Regions from separate parts of the Mus musculus genome. Here region 1 is linked to region 2. Evidence: chromatin contacts called from public Hi-C data. All regions are on one chromosome and are shown on one strand. Each heading gives the region's core, a stretch centred on a gene start, on an enhancer-like site or on the middle of the called end of the contact. The rest is flanking DNA. Distances are from core to core; before and after follow the strand shown. Region 1 overlaps Tiam1 (T cell lymphoma invasion and metastasis 1). Region 2 overlaps Tiam1 (T cell lymphoma invasion and metastasis 1).

Region 1 (6,651 bases), core at 3,537-6,036, 130 kb before region 2:
TCAGGTCCGTTCTGTCTGTCACTTCATGCATAACTGGGGCAGGGTGGGGTAGTGCCTACAAAGAGCCTGATTTTGGATATTGGCTCTCTGAGTCAGCTCAACAGCAAATCCATTTCACCAGCGGCGTCTGCTTACCCTGAGGTCCCTTAGAATTTGATTTTGTCCCTTAAAAGTGTAAGGTTTTAGATGTAAACACTACAAAATTGTATTAAGTCTTATTTGTTTGTTTCTGTGTATGTGTGCATGCCGTGTGTATGTATGTGCTGTGTGTATGTATGTATTGTGTGTGTATGTGTGTGCTGTGTGCATGTGTGTGTGTGCCAAGTATATATATATGTGCTGTGTGTATGTGTGTGTGTGTATGTGTGTCTATGCATGCATGTGTGTGTGCCATGTATATGTATGTGCTGTGTGTATGTGTGTGTGTGCTGTGTGTGTGTGTGTGTGCGCACTGTGCATAAGTGGGCGTGCTATGTGTAGGGGGGTGTGGGAAGGGTCGATGACAGGTCCCTGGAGCTGGAGTTATTGGCAGCTGTGAGTCACTTGACTCAGGTGCTAGCATATGAACTTGGGAGCAAGAGCAGCAATTCCTTTTAAACACTGAGCCATCTCTCCAGCCCCTAAAATTGCATGTTAATATAATTATGACTCATACATGTATATAGAAATATTTGTGTTTAACAAATCTGATTCGCTTTATATCTCTCCGACAAGCCCTTTATGTATATGTGTGCATACTACATATGTTTGTGAGTAAGCCCAGGTGAATGTATGCTATAGCATGTGTGAAGGTCCTTTCTTCTGGCCATCTACCTTGATAGAAGCACACTTTGGGGTTTTCTGGTATGTACATGAGGCTAGCTAATCCTTAGCTTCTGGGTTCTCCCCATTTTCTGCCTCTCCTCTTCTTCAGCACTCCCAAGAGTGCTGGAATTATAGATTCTCACGACATGTTTTTTTCTGGGATTTGAACTCAGGTCCTCAGGCGCACTTGGCGTGTGCTTTTCCATGAACTGTCTCGCTCCTTTCCCGACAAGTTCTTGGGCAGTAATAATATCTTCCGCTGGCTGTATTCGTTCCAAGATACGACAATTTTGTTTCTTATTTGGAAGATAAGCCATCAACAGCTACTTTTAGGCAACAACAGTTTGCAAAATATTAAGTGAAGATGGGACTGTAGAGACCTCCCTTGAAGAGCTGGCGGCTCCTCTCGCAGAGCCGTGTATGTGGGCCGTCGTGGATCATCACGGAGGACGTTGCTCGTCCTGTAATTGTCAGGTGTCTGTCTTTGCCATCCTTGTCAGGGGGCCCTGTGCGTTCAGCGACGGCCACAAGGAGCAAGGGGAGGATGAATTCAGGTGTGGATTGCAGAGAGCACTTTTCATGCTTGAAGCATGGCTCAAACACCCGAGCCTCTGCTGCCCGATAATGCCAGGAAAACCCAGCTTCCTCTCCAGTGCCACTGACCGCCAAGGCTCAGGTCCTGCCTGCCCAGTGTGCTCTTCCCTGGCTCTTCTCTTACTCACTCTGTCCCCATTTTATCATAGAGGGGACCGAGGCTTGGCAGGATGAAGAAACTCTCTCCCGTTGCTTGGGTATGAAGTAGCAGGCGTAGAATCCCTGGGCCGTGGGCCAAGCCCCTCCTCTCCGCCTTGCAGCTCACGGCTGTGGTGATGCACTTGAGCTTGAGAGCCTGGGAACAGGTCCTGGTTTTGACACATGTTGCTGGGTGTCTTTCCCATTGCCCAAGACCCGTTCATTATCTGTTTCAGATTTCATTTGGAGATTAATAATTAACCCCTAAGGGCTTTTCCCATTGTGTCAAGTTCAAACAAAAAGAAGCTGACCGACTCTCATTATAAATGGGACATACGTAACAAACAGCGCTGCGCTGCGCCCCAACAAGAAATAACAGCTGCCAGGCCTTCCATTTGTCTCATGGAAGCCTGGGCCGGTGGCAGCAGCTAAGTCTCATGCCGGTGTCCCAGACCTCTCATGCCAGAACAGGGTGGTGGAGTGGATGCCAGGCCAGACTTACTACCTAGAAACAGGGCTGTGATTTCCCTCATCCCAAGAGGTCTTGGAGAAGGTGCATTTTTTTTAACTGAGTCCCAGAAAGAGATATTAAAGTCTTTTAAAGATTTAAATATGCATATCACATCCCAAAGTATTTTCGAACAGTTCACTGGTGTGTCTTCAAGAATCTTGGATGCATTATGTTAAAGACAAAGCAAAATAATAGACCCGTAATTAGAAATTTTGGTTCACAGCCATTGATGATCCCCTCCCCCCTTAATTACTGAGGGACCGGTGATGTCATTTAGTGCTCCGTCTCTTCCGATAGTGCATATAAGGCCCTGGGTTTAATCTGCATCCACGCAAGGAAAGATTTACAAACATACCTAATGGGAGGGAACTCTTGCGGCTGTGTGTTAGTGCGAGCAGGAGGAATCGTTGCTGCTGGAACCTGTGTGTCCCGTGCTGTTGACTCTGCCTTATTCCTCAATACATGTGTGAGACACGGTGAGGTATCTCTCTCTCTCTCTCTCTCTCTCTCTCTCTCTCTCTCTTTCTCTCTCTCTCTGCCCCCTTTTTACCTGGGTGGTGACAAAGGACTTGGGATGATAGAGGTCTCCATAGCACTCCTTTTCAAGGCACCCACCCCATCCCTTCTTCTCCTTGCCTCCCTCCTGGGAGTCTGCCATTCGGTTTATCCCGTGAGTAAGTGGAGCTGGAGCCAAGGACAAACTCCTCAGATGTCACTGCCATCTTCCTCACGGCCTGCGTGGTGCTTTTATGGCTGATGGAGAAGATTCGGATGAGAAGAGATAGAACCTTGGAGCAGGAAGATTCCCAGGTGAGGGTGTCTCTGGCAGTGACATCAGTGCTTGGAACAGCCAGCGAGGCAGCCAGCTTGAGAGCTTGATTAAGGCAGGGAGGCGTACTATGAGCAGGCCCATTTTGTTAAAGGTTGTTTCCCACAGTGGGAAGCAATGAAACACTCACTTTCGGCTGCATGTCAGTATGTTCTAAAAAAGTCTTTAAGATGAAGAAAGTCAGTGGGGGTTGGGGGGCGTGGAAGGGGTCTGAGTCTCCTCTTGTCGCCTGCTGGGTTTGAAGAGCTTAACTTTGACCATAGGCAGTGTCTCTCTGGAAGCCCTGGTAAGCCCTTCTGTGCAGATAAATGACCATATCAGAAGCTGAAGGACGTGGGCCTGGATCCAAAGACAAGTGAGCCACTCCTGTGTCCCCAGACAGCAGGTATACCTTCATGCCTGTAAGTGGGGTAGGTGTGAAGCGCTTACCTGGTCCCAGGTTGCTATGGTGATTAACTGATCATGTGTGTGTGTGTGTGTGTTTGTTTGTTTATGTTTATGCGTGTATATGTGCATATAATTGTTCACACACATATACACACACTTCTTAAATTATGAAGCACCTTGCATATTTTATTCATGTTCTCTAGCTATTTTTACTCTCCTGTGATATTCACAGCATACAGCTGTCTGTAGTAACCATTTACATACACATATGGCTCCATGCTGTTAAGTGCATTCCTGTTTACATAAGCCTGGCCATCCAACTCCAGGGCTGTCTCACTTTCTTAGGCTGACCTCTAAACATCGCTGCACAACCTTCCTTCTGGTCCCCACTTCCCCTCGCCACCTTTACATCCGCCATTCCACTTTCTGTAGCACACAGTGCCTTCAGGCGTCTGCCCTGTCTTTACACACAGTGAACAGAGATGGCGCTCTGTTCCTTTTCTTGGCTCACTGATCCCGGCACGGTACTTTTAGCACATGGCATTGCGCTGGATGAGACTGCACAACCCACCAAGTGTTGTTACTCTGTGTCATTAGTATGAGCTGGAGCAGGGCTATCAGGGTACCAGTGTGTGTGTGTGTGTGTGTGTGTGTGTGTGTGTGTGTGTGTGTGCGCGGTGTAGGCCAGAAGTCAGTATCACATGTCTTCCCTGATTATTGCTTTTAACCTCTTCCTTAGAGACAGTATGTATCGTTGAACTTGGAACTTACAACTCATCTAGCCTGGCTGGCCAGCCCCAGGGATCCTCTTGTTTGTGTCTCCTCACTGCTAGGATTACACGGCCATGCTGCCATTTCTAGCTTCCCTGTGGGTACTGGGAGGTCCACACTCAGGTCCTCGGGCTTGTGCAGTGAACGCTGTACCACAGAGCCACCTCCTCAGCCCCGTGGAGTGTAGGAGACGTAAGCGAGGGTCTGTTCCAGCTTCAGTTGGAACCGAAGCTGGTTTTGAACATCAAGGCTGCCATTGACACATAGATAATGCTTTGTTTTGTGTTAAAATGCACCTCGAGGCAATATTGGCATGTTGTGTAACACATGCGTGGTGTGTAACACATGCGTGGTGTGTATGCAGGCAGGGATTTAAGGTTTTGCATTTTTCTCCCCCATCGGTGGTAGAGTTCTCTCCTTTCACTCTAGAGATCCCGAAGATGGAGCTCGCCTGGCTTTGTGGCAAGCCCCTTTACCTACTGAACCGCCCCGCTCCTCCCTCCGTGGACGGAGCAGGCAGATCGCTCCTCCCTCCGTGGACGGAGCAGGCAGATCGAGTTGGGATCGGAGTGGGATTGGGTTGAGTTGAGTGAAGACCGCGGCCTGAGAACAGTCGTCGAAGGGACTTTTTAAGACGGAGAATGACATCAGGGTCTTATTTACCTTCATGGGAAACGGAACTGAGCTGGGTGGCACGGCACAGATGGTACATTGTTCCTGCAAGTGTGAGGACAGGGAGAGAAACAGATCCAAACAGGAGGCTCCGGAGCTGGCACCCAGGCGCCAGCATTGGCTCAGGCCTCCCCCAGCCCAGCCTCCCTGCGCTTGCGGGAACGCGGCATCGCAGAAGCAGGAGGCTGCTGTTATTTTGATCACCAGGCTCTGTTTAGTGAATACACTTGATTAATCCCCTCCTTCTCCTCATGGATGCTATTTTGAGTGGAAAATCACTACTGGAAAAACAAATCCCTACATTGATTATGTACAGCATGCGCCCCCTCCCCCTTACATGCCAGTTGGAGTCTCTCTCAAAAGCCCCTATTCTAAGGCTTAATCTCCAGCCTGTCACTTTTGGGAACCTTTTAAGGTTACGGGCACCGGTGGAAAGATTATGGGCTGTGTCTTGTGAGGATTTGGGGACCTCGTCTTTTCCCTGTTTCATCTCTCTTTCCACTCTCTGTCTGTGGAGTGACTTTGCATCCAGCAGGAGCCCCCTCACCAGCAGACCACAGACTAGAGCCTCCAAAGCATAAACCATAACTGATTTCCTGAGATACTCGCTACACCACACCCACTGGGCTGTGGAGCCTAATGGTTAGAGGCACTCCATTGTATTTCAAAGAATCTGAAGCCACAGAGAGGTTGGCTGGTTTGTACCCAGTTAACAAGTTCTCTCAGCTCTCAAGAAAAGGAACATGGCTTACCCACCTGTGGTGTGTGTTCCTTCATGTGGCACATGGAAAAGCAGTGTTAGGAGGCAGTCTTAAGCCCGAGTGCTTAGCCTGTGTTCTCCGAAGGTGGGCATTTTCAGAAAGGGCTATGCTTAGGCCATGGAGGGCACCCCCCTCCTCCCCAGCCTTCTCAGGACTGGTTTGGTTTAAATGGGGACTTGTCAGTTCTTCCTAGCTGGGAGGAAATGCTTTCTCAGCATGGTGCATTAGTCATGAGCAGGGTGTAGGAGGGGGTTGAACAATCAGCCCGACCCTCCTCCCCGTGGATGGGCTTTCAGGCTCAACTCCCAGCCCCAGCTGGGTTGGAATTGAGGACTTGCTGGGGACACCCCCACACACTCTCCCCGCTGTGCACTTGAAGTCTTGGATCACGAGTGGGAGAGGTTAGCGATTTCAAGGCTGGCATCAAGTACCGCCAGCCTGGAGCTCAGGGAACCATGGCCTCCGCAGCTTGCACGTGTGTCATAGGGCAGCTGGGTGAAGGGTCACGCGAAGGGCACTGAGGTGCCAAGTGCCCAACTGTGTGCTCCGAGTCTGTGCTTCCGGCCCCCAGTGCTGTTTTCCACCATCCTGAGAAAGAGCTGGAAGGTGTTGGCTTGAGTAGAAACCTGGGATCCCAGCAACCCAGGATGACAAGCTCCCTTGAGTACAAGAAGCACCAGCCAGCTACTCACTGTGAACACTCTATGGGGACAGACTGCTTAGAATGTCTTCATTTGGCAGATACTGACGCTGTCCCTCATGCCATGGAGAAAAGGAAAGTCAGTTGCTTGTCGGCTTATTGACTCTGGTGTCTGGTTGTTTGGTCAAATCAGTAGTTCCCATCCTTGGCTTGTGTGGACAGTAGTGGGGTATTACGGGTATATGTAATATAAGTGGACATGTCCCGTTGACCACTATGACAGAAAGTAGTGAGCTATTCCCTCACAGAACTTGTAATCCTAACACACACACACACACACAAACACACACACACACACACACACACACACACACACACACAATTTAAAGATAAGCTCTAATGTAGCCCGGGATAGCCTTGAACTTGATTTGTAGCTCAGGGTGACACAGAATTTCTGATCCTTTTGCCTCTACCGCCCATGTCCACTTCATGAGTTGCTAGGACTTGACCCCAGCACTTTTCGCAATGTTGTAACTCAGTTTGG
Region 2 (6,665 bases), core at 666-3,165:
TGGAAAAAGCCTGTGTTGCATTTCACCTCAGAGTGTCCGATGCAACAGTTACTTCGGCCTCCGGGGAGAAGTGGCATTGTTTCCACCAGAGCCATTGCGTGCGTGCGTTCTTGCGTGCGTGCGTGCGGCGAGTGGTGGGAGCATTCATTGCTTGATTGATTGGAATCTCTATTTGTTTGCTTGCCTTTAGTAATCCTGGCTTCCTGGAGGGCAGTGGGGTAAATGAATAAACCCCAATATTTTACCTTGGAGTAACTTTCTGTGGCGCACTGTTCCTCAGTGCTAGAGTGGCATCTGTTATTTCTCTTACGCCACTCAGGCACACTGTAGTTTTAATTGCACTGTAGAAGAGTTGGCGATTCACAGCTTGGAGTTAGTTAGGACTATGGCTCTGCTTAGCCTCAGAGGTCATGTTGGACCTTATCAGAAAGGGTACAAAGAGTGGACTGGAAGGGCAGTGTCTCTGACAACTGACATCCAGTCTCCAAGAATGTGATGCCCTCAATCTAACTGTGGGTGCTTACGTCCCTGGAAAGCACTGTCCACAGCACAGTGCTCCAGAGAGCACAGCAATGCTTCACAGCAAAACCCCTGAAGGCTTCTCTCAGGCTTATCAAACACCTCTCTCCTGGCTACGTGACCCTCGGATAACCCTGGGGTAAGCTCTCTAGCTCTGTGCCGTGGGCACAGTCGTGTTGAGGACAGTCTCTGGCCCAATGCTGAGAACAGTAGACATCTGTGTTTCCTGTCATGTGGGTACACGGGTTAAAGTAGATTATTTCTTTCTCCATAACCCAGAGCCTCTAGTGTTTAGACCCTCACTCCTCACTTAGTCTCTGGGCCCGTCCTTAGATCTGAAGATCCCTTCAGATGTCTGAGCAAAGTAGACACCACTGGGACAGTAAGGGGTAGACCCCAAACTCCTGAAGCCCCATTCACCTTTTATGCTTCTTTTCTTTGCTTGCTGGGTTTTCATCTCACAGTAAAGCATGTGGGGGTTTATTTTTATATTTTTGTGTGTGTGTGCAGTGTCTGCCCCAAGCAAGTCTCTTGGGAGGAGGAGGCGGCGACTGGCCCGAAACAGGTTTACCATCGATTCAGACGCCATCTCAGCCAGCAGCCCGGAGAAAGAGCCCCAGCAGCCCGCCGGTGGTGGGGACACTGACCGATGGGTAGAGGAACAGTTCGATCTTGCTCAGTACGAGGAGCAGGATGACATCAAGGAGACAGACATCCTCAGTGACGATGACGAATTCTGTGAGTCCCTGAAGGGCGCCTCAGTGGACAGAGACCTTCAGGAGCAGCTTCAGGCTGCCTCCATCAGTCAGCGGGCCCGAGGCCGGAGAACCCTCGATAGCCACGCCTCCCGCATGACACAGCTCAAGAAGCAAGCGGCCCTCTCGGGCATCAACGGGGGCCTGGAGAGTGCGAGCGAGGAAGTCATTTGGGTCAGGCGCGAAGACTTTGCCCCCTCCAGGAAACTGAACACGGAGATATGACTTCCTTGTCCCTGTAGAGAATATGTGTGTAGATATGATGCCGGCCCCACCCTCACTCCGCCCACCCTCCTGTGCCGTCCACGAGAATGTCCCCTTAGGTCGCACTCTTGACACAGATTTTGGCAGCTGACTTGGGTCTGAAGCCATGTAGCCACCCACCTTCATCATTCTTAATGACACCAGAGAGAATCGTTCAGAATCCCAGACAAACAAGCTTGAGTCCTTTCCTCTGTGCCAAGGGCTTTCTTTTATTTATTCTCAATTCATCGGGGCCTGAAGATTTAGAACGAAGAACCGATAGCGCTAGAAATCAAACCGTCCCCACCCCAGCAGTCAAAACAGGGACAGGACGGTGTGCACAGATTGTCCCAGCTCCACCTCTCTAAATCCAGTCTCGCAGCTGAGGAACAACCACCTTCAAACACACATAGAGAAACGGAACAGATGGAAACACCTGTACAGCGTGCAGTGTTCTGACTCCTCCCCTCTTCAGCGTCCGAGAATATCTGTGTATCTTAAGAATGTGTGAGGAAAGGGTGGTCGTCTCTGTACGATGAGCCTTTATTCTTATTTTTTTTTTCTTCTGTTCATGTCTATAGCTGGTCTTACTCTGTGTCAGTGTCTGGAAGCTCTAGTTTTGCAGAGAATTATAAAGATGCCAAACTCTTGGAAAAGAGATCCAAATTTATCACTTAGAGGGAGAGAGAAGAAAAAAAAGAAACACTATTTTTTGTATTTTCCTTGAGATGCAGGGGCACAAATAGATGAGAATTTTACAGTGTTAGGTGTAACTCAGTCTGAAAATGAGGATATAACCTTTTGCAGAGCAAGCGGGGCACGATGACTTTATATTTATACACAAACGGCCAACAAGAAGCTCATGCTAAGAATAAACTTTTCTGAGAAACAGATTTTTTTTTTAAATGTATGAATCTATATTTGAGATGGGAGTTTGGTTGGATTACAGGGACAGGAAATGGGGCAGTGTGTGCGTGTGTCTGTTGTTCATGGTGGGGGAGGGGAGCCTCCTCATGGGGTTGCCATGGCAATCATTGGTTTTCCCATCAAACTTGCATCTTCATCCACAGATGACCTCCCCTTCCCTGAGAGTCCACGGCAGAATCTTAGAACCTCTTCAGAGACGTCCTTTGTGGTTAATATTTCCTCCATGCCAATGAGACAGGGTAAACTCGCTACGGGGCCTAACCTTCTAAATGGATGTCCAGACAGGAAGAACAAAACCCATTCTAGCACTTTCATTTTTAAAAAAAAAAAGGTTTATAGCTTTTTGTTCCGCCCTCCTCCTCCCCATTTCACAATGTCCATTCCTTAAGAAGGGTTTAAATAATATGAAAACTTTGTTTTTGGAAATAAAAAAATATCTATATATCTATATATCTATATATCTATTTGGTGTTTGATACATCGGTAGGTACTTTAAAGACCTGAATTTTATAGTAGCTTTAGCAATTATATTTTATAAGAATCAGTTATGACTTTATATTTCCAGATAGAGAGTTCAGAACACCATGCTCTAAAGCCTCCCCCACCCCGGCTTGCTTTCCTGCTTTCCTGACCTCTCTCCCCCCCCCCCCTTTCGGGTTTCCAGGGCTTTGAGCTTGATCTTTTGAAAGTTTTATTCTATTACAGTTTTTGCTATTACCTTCTGGTTTTCTTAAGAAGCTTTAGAGTGGTTTCTATGCCCTTTGTACCACTGCACTGTTCGTAACATCTCGGGGTCGATTGCGTCCGGATGGGAAACTGAAGCAGAGGTGTCGGATAGTCACATTTTCTGGTCTCCCTGCAACACGTCCATCGGAAAAAAAAATACTGGAAAGTCTGGTGCTTAGAGAGGGTGCCATTGTCTCTTGTATATACGGTCATGATGTGTCTATGTCAAAAGTTCTTATATATTTCTTTTATAAGCTGAAAGAAGGTCTATTTTTATGTTTTTAGGTCTATGAATGGAACGTTGTAAATGCCTGTCCAACAATAAAAGTACTGAAAAGGGCTTCGACTTCCCTGTGCCTTTTTTGATAAAGGGCTGAAGAGCTAAGTGTGGGAGAGAGCAAGTCCAGGAGAGAAAAGTCCTGTGATTGTGTGTGTGTGTGTCTATGTGTGTACACGTGTGCTTGCACTCTCTCTCTCTCTCTCTCACGCACACACGTACGCACGCACGCTCGCACGCACGCACGCATGCATGCCATACTGTGCCTGTGGAGGTTAGAGGGATAACTTAACAGAAATGATTCTTTCTTGTCATACCACGTAACCCCAGATACTGCAGTTAGTTAGGTGTAGCAGCAATGCTTGTTACCTGGTGAGCCATTTTGGTGGCTGTGGGGTGGGTGTGTGTGTGTGTGTGTGTGTGTGTGTGTGTGTGTGTGTGGTGTGGGAACAGATATGGAGGCACCTGTCTGTAACCTCAGCACTCAGGAAGCAGTCAGAAGCTGAGTACACGTTTGAGGCTGGCCAGGAATGTATTGCTAGTGAGACCCAGCTGCAGAGTGAGGCCCTGCCTCACAATGTAGGAAAATCGAAGTAGCTATTGTGATCTTCCAGGGAAGATGCTCTGGCAAAGCTCGGACTTTTAACCAAAATATAAATAATAATAAACATCCTGGCCTAAGGTGGCCCGTACTACCGTGCTTAAGTATGTTATTTTAAAAGAAAACACATGAAGTTGGGGCAGGATGTGTTGAGTGGGTTGTGTGGACAGTTGGTATATATGATCATATTTTCTTATACATATGAATGAAATTCTCCATAATGATTTTTTTTTTTAAATACTGGTCTAAAGATCTGGAGAATAAGAAATCAAAAACAGGGCCAGGCAGTGGTGGTGGTGGTGGTGGGGGTGTGCACATCTTTCATCCCAGCACTCGAGAGGCAGAGGCAGGTAGATCTCAGCTCGAGGCCAGCCTGGTCTACTCAGGGAGCCAGAATATCCAGGCCTACATAGTGAGACATTGTCACAAACAAACAAACAAACAAACAAACAGAAATACAAAACACTCATCTGTTACTAAGTACCTGTGTATACCTATGAATTCCAAAACCGAGGGTGCTTGCGACACTGTATCGTTTACCCAGGGTAAATGATACAATGTTTGCTTATACAACAGGGACCTCCCACACACTCAATGCTGGTCGAGCCTGATAGAGCACATGTCATATGGGACAGCCACTGGGTAGTGTTGCAGAAACGAGAAATGGGCCTGCATTTTAGTTAGGTGCAGGGTTCTTCACAATAATTTTCACTCCATGGTTGGCACAATCCAATTTGTTTCCTGTCTCTTGCCTTGTCCCAAGGTGAGCAGGCTGAGGGCTTTGAGAGGGGTTTCTAAGGGTGCGTGAGGGGCAGTGCAGAACTCAGGTGTGGGTGAATCAACTTGAAACTCTGCATTCTGTCATGAGGGTCTGCAGCCCTAGGCTACTCCAGACCCGGGACAAAAGGTGGTCATGGGTCACTGTTCTCTCAGACAGAGGTCCAGAGTCTTGAACAGCCTTACCTGGTCAGTCATCACTCCCCCCGCCACCCCCCCACACACTCATACTGTACACACAAGCATACACACACAAATGCACACACCTGTGAACACATTCACACATGATACACATGCATGAATGCACACACCTGTGAACACACACACACATTCCCCATGCCTGAACTCCATGTAAATTTTTCCCTTGCCGATCGCCTAGTCTATCCAGCTCATATTCTTGCTTGTAGGTCTGTGCTCAGGCAGAGGTGTCTGTGGACCAATAGCATCGGCTGCCCCAGGATGATGAAAGAAACGCAGAAACCTGGGGGCCAGGCTGGGGCTCAGTAGGAAAAGTGCCTTGCTTCTCAAGCATGAGGACTGAGGTTCACTTCCATAACCCACATAAAACGTCAGGCTTAAGAATACACACCTGAGGCTGGAAAAGGGACCCGGGTTCAATTCCCAGCACCCACGGGACAGCTCACAACTGTCTATAAATCCAGTTCCAGAGTATATGACACCCTCACACCAATACATATACAACAAGTAATTTTTTCTAAATACATGTCTGTAATTTCACGACTAGGGAGGTTGACCTAGGACTGCTGGGACTCACTGGGCAGTCGGTCCAGCTGACTCAAGAGTTTTCCAGGTCCTTTGAGAACCTGTTTCAAGGGTTAAGGTAGGGAAGAGCTAAGGAAGGAACGCGGTGTTGATGTGCGGCGCTGTCAACACCACCATCGCCACAGGCACCCCTCCATGAGTTCACACACACACACACACACACACACACACACACACACACGAGGGATACAAACCCCTGACTCCAGGCAGAGCGACTGAACCCAAATCAGTGCGGTTCACGGGCGTTCTCTTATCTGATGAGCCTGAACTTAATGTCTAATGAGCCTAAGGTGAATGGTTTGATGCTGGAAAGGCATCTGCACCACACGCCATCTCATGTATGTACACACCGTGTGTGTGTGTGTGTGTGTGTGTGTGTGTGTGTGTGTACAGTGTCTGTGAGGTCAGAGAGGGGGTTGGTTTCTGGGGAGAACGAAAGGAGCATGTAGCATGTTCCTTTCTATACTGTAGGTAGCCGTGATGAACCTACATGTGGCCCAAAATCGTGCTCCACACTCGAGTCTTCACCAGGGGAGCCTGACTTTCTTACCTGACCTTGTATTTAGATTCTTTGGGAGAGGAATGCTTGATTGGATAGGATTTTCTCCTTCCACCCATCCACATCAGGGGCTTGTTTTGTTTTGGGGAAAGCCCAGCCAATGGTCTATGAAGAAGATAACAATAGTTAATTCTCCATACATTTTCCCCCTCTAGACTGTCTCCCGTCATGATGCTGATTCTTGTTTTGCCCCCAAATTTAAATGAAGATTGAGGTTTTTTTTTTATGATAGTGGTAAAATCAAGTTTATATCCCAGACAAGGTTAGTATACTTTTTATCCAAGATCTAATATAACTTAAGGAAAATAAAAAGCCCCCCTCTATAAAAAAACAAACAAAAACCCCAAAAAACTGCAAACCAACCAACAGAACCAAACAAAACAACCAAGAATCCTATAGACATTTTAAGGATAAAGTTTATATAAAGTTGAGACTCAGTAGTTGGACCAGAGACATCCTAGAATCCAATTCTGGCTCCAGCAGATGGTTCATAGTTCA

Evidence for each region. Hi-C and Micro-C count contacts between places; a contact is called where the count stands out from the background.
Region 1: a Hi-C map of cortical neurons shows a contact between it and region 2, with 2.1 times the contacts expected there. The contact joins two enhancer-like sites. A contact is called at or near these places in 4 of 39 promoter capture datasets (embryonic stem cells, pre-B cells, stem cell-derived epiblast-like cells and 1 more), 1 of 15 datasets of contacts at CTCF or cohesin (embryonic stem cells), 12 of 484 Hi-C or Micro-C datasets (B cells, the G1E-ER4 cell line, the P5424 cell line and 5 more), 4 of 115 datasets of contacts at active chromatin or transcription factors (bone marrow-derived macrophages, embryonic stem cells and regulatory T cells) and 2 of 9 other capture datasets (adipose tissue and liver).

Annotation. Positions count from the first base shown.
Region 1 is chr16:89,919,731-89,926,381 of GRCm38.p6, reverse strand. All of the region lies in intron 2 of Tiam1 (T cell lymphoma invasion and metastasis 1), which reads left to right. Among named protein-coding and RNA genes, the nearest start is that of Tiam1, 38 kb to the left of the region's middle. Within about 2 kb of position 4,786, at least 36 of the 459 cell types and tissues checked have an H3K27ac peak or open chromatin away from gene starts, as enhancers often do. A contact at or near this core is called in cortical neurons, where this site is marked.
Region 2 is chr16:89,783,956-89,790,620 of GRCm38.p6, reverse strand. It overlaps Tiam1 (T cell lymphoma invasion and metastasis 1), which reads left to right. Exons shown (of 28, transcript NM_009384.3): 28 at 1,030-3,510. The coding sequence ends at 1,499. Among named protein-coding and RNA genes, the nearest start is that of Gm52239, 7.1 kb to the left of the region's middle. Within about 2 kb of position 1,915, at least 8 of the 459 cell types and tissues checked have an H3K27ac peak or open chromatin away from gene starts, as enhancers often do. A contact at or near this core is called in cortical neurons, where this site is marked.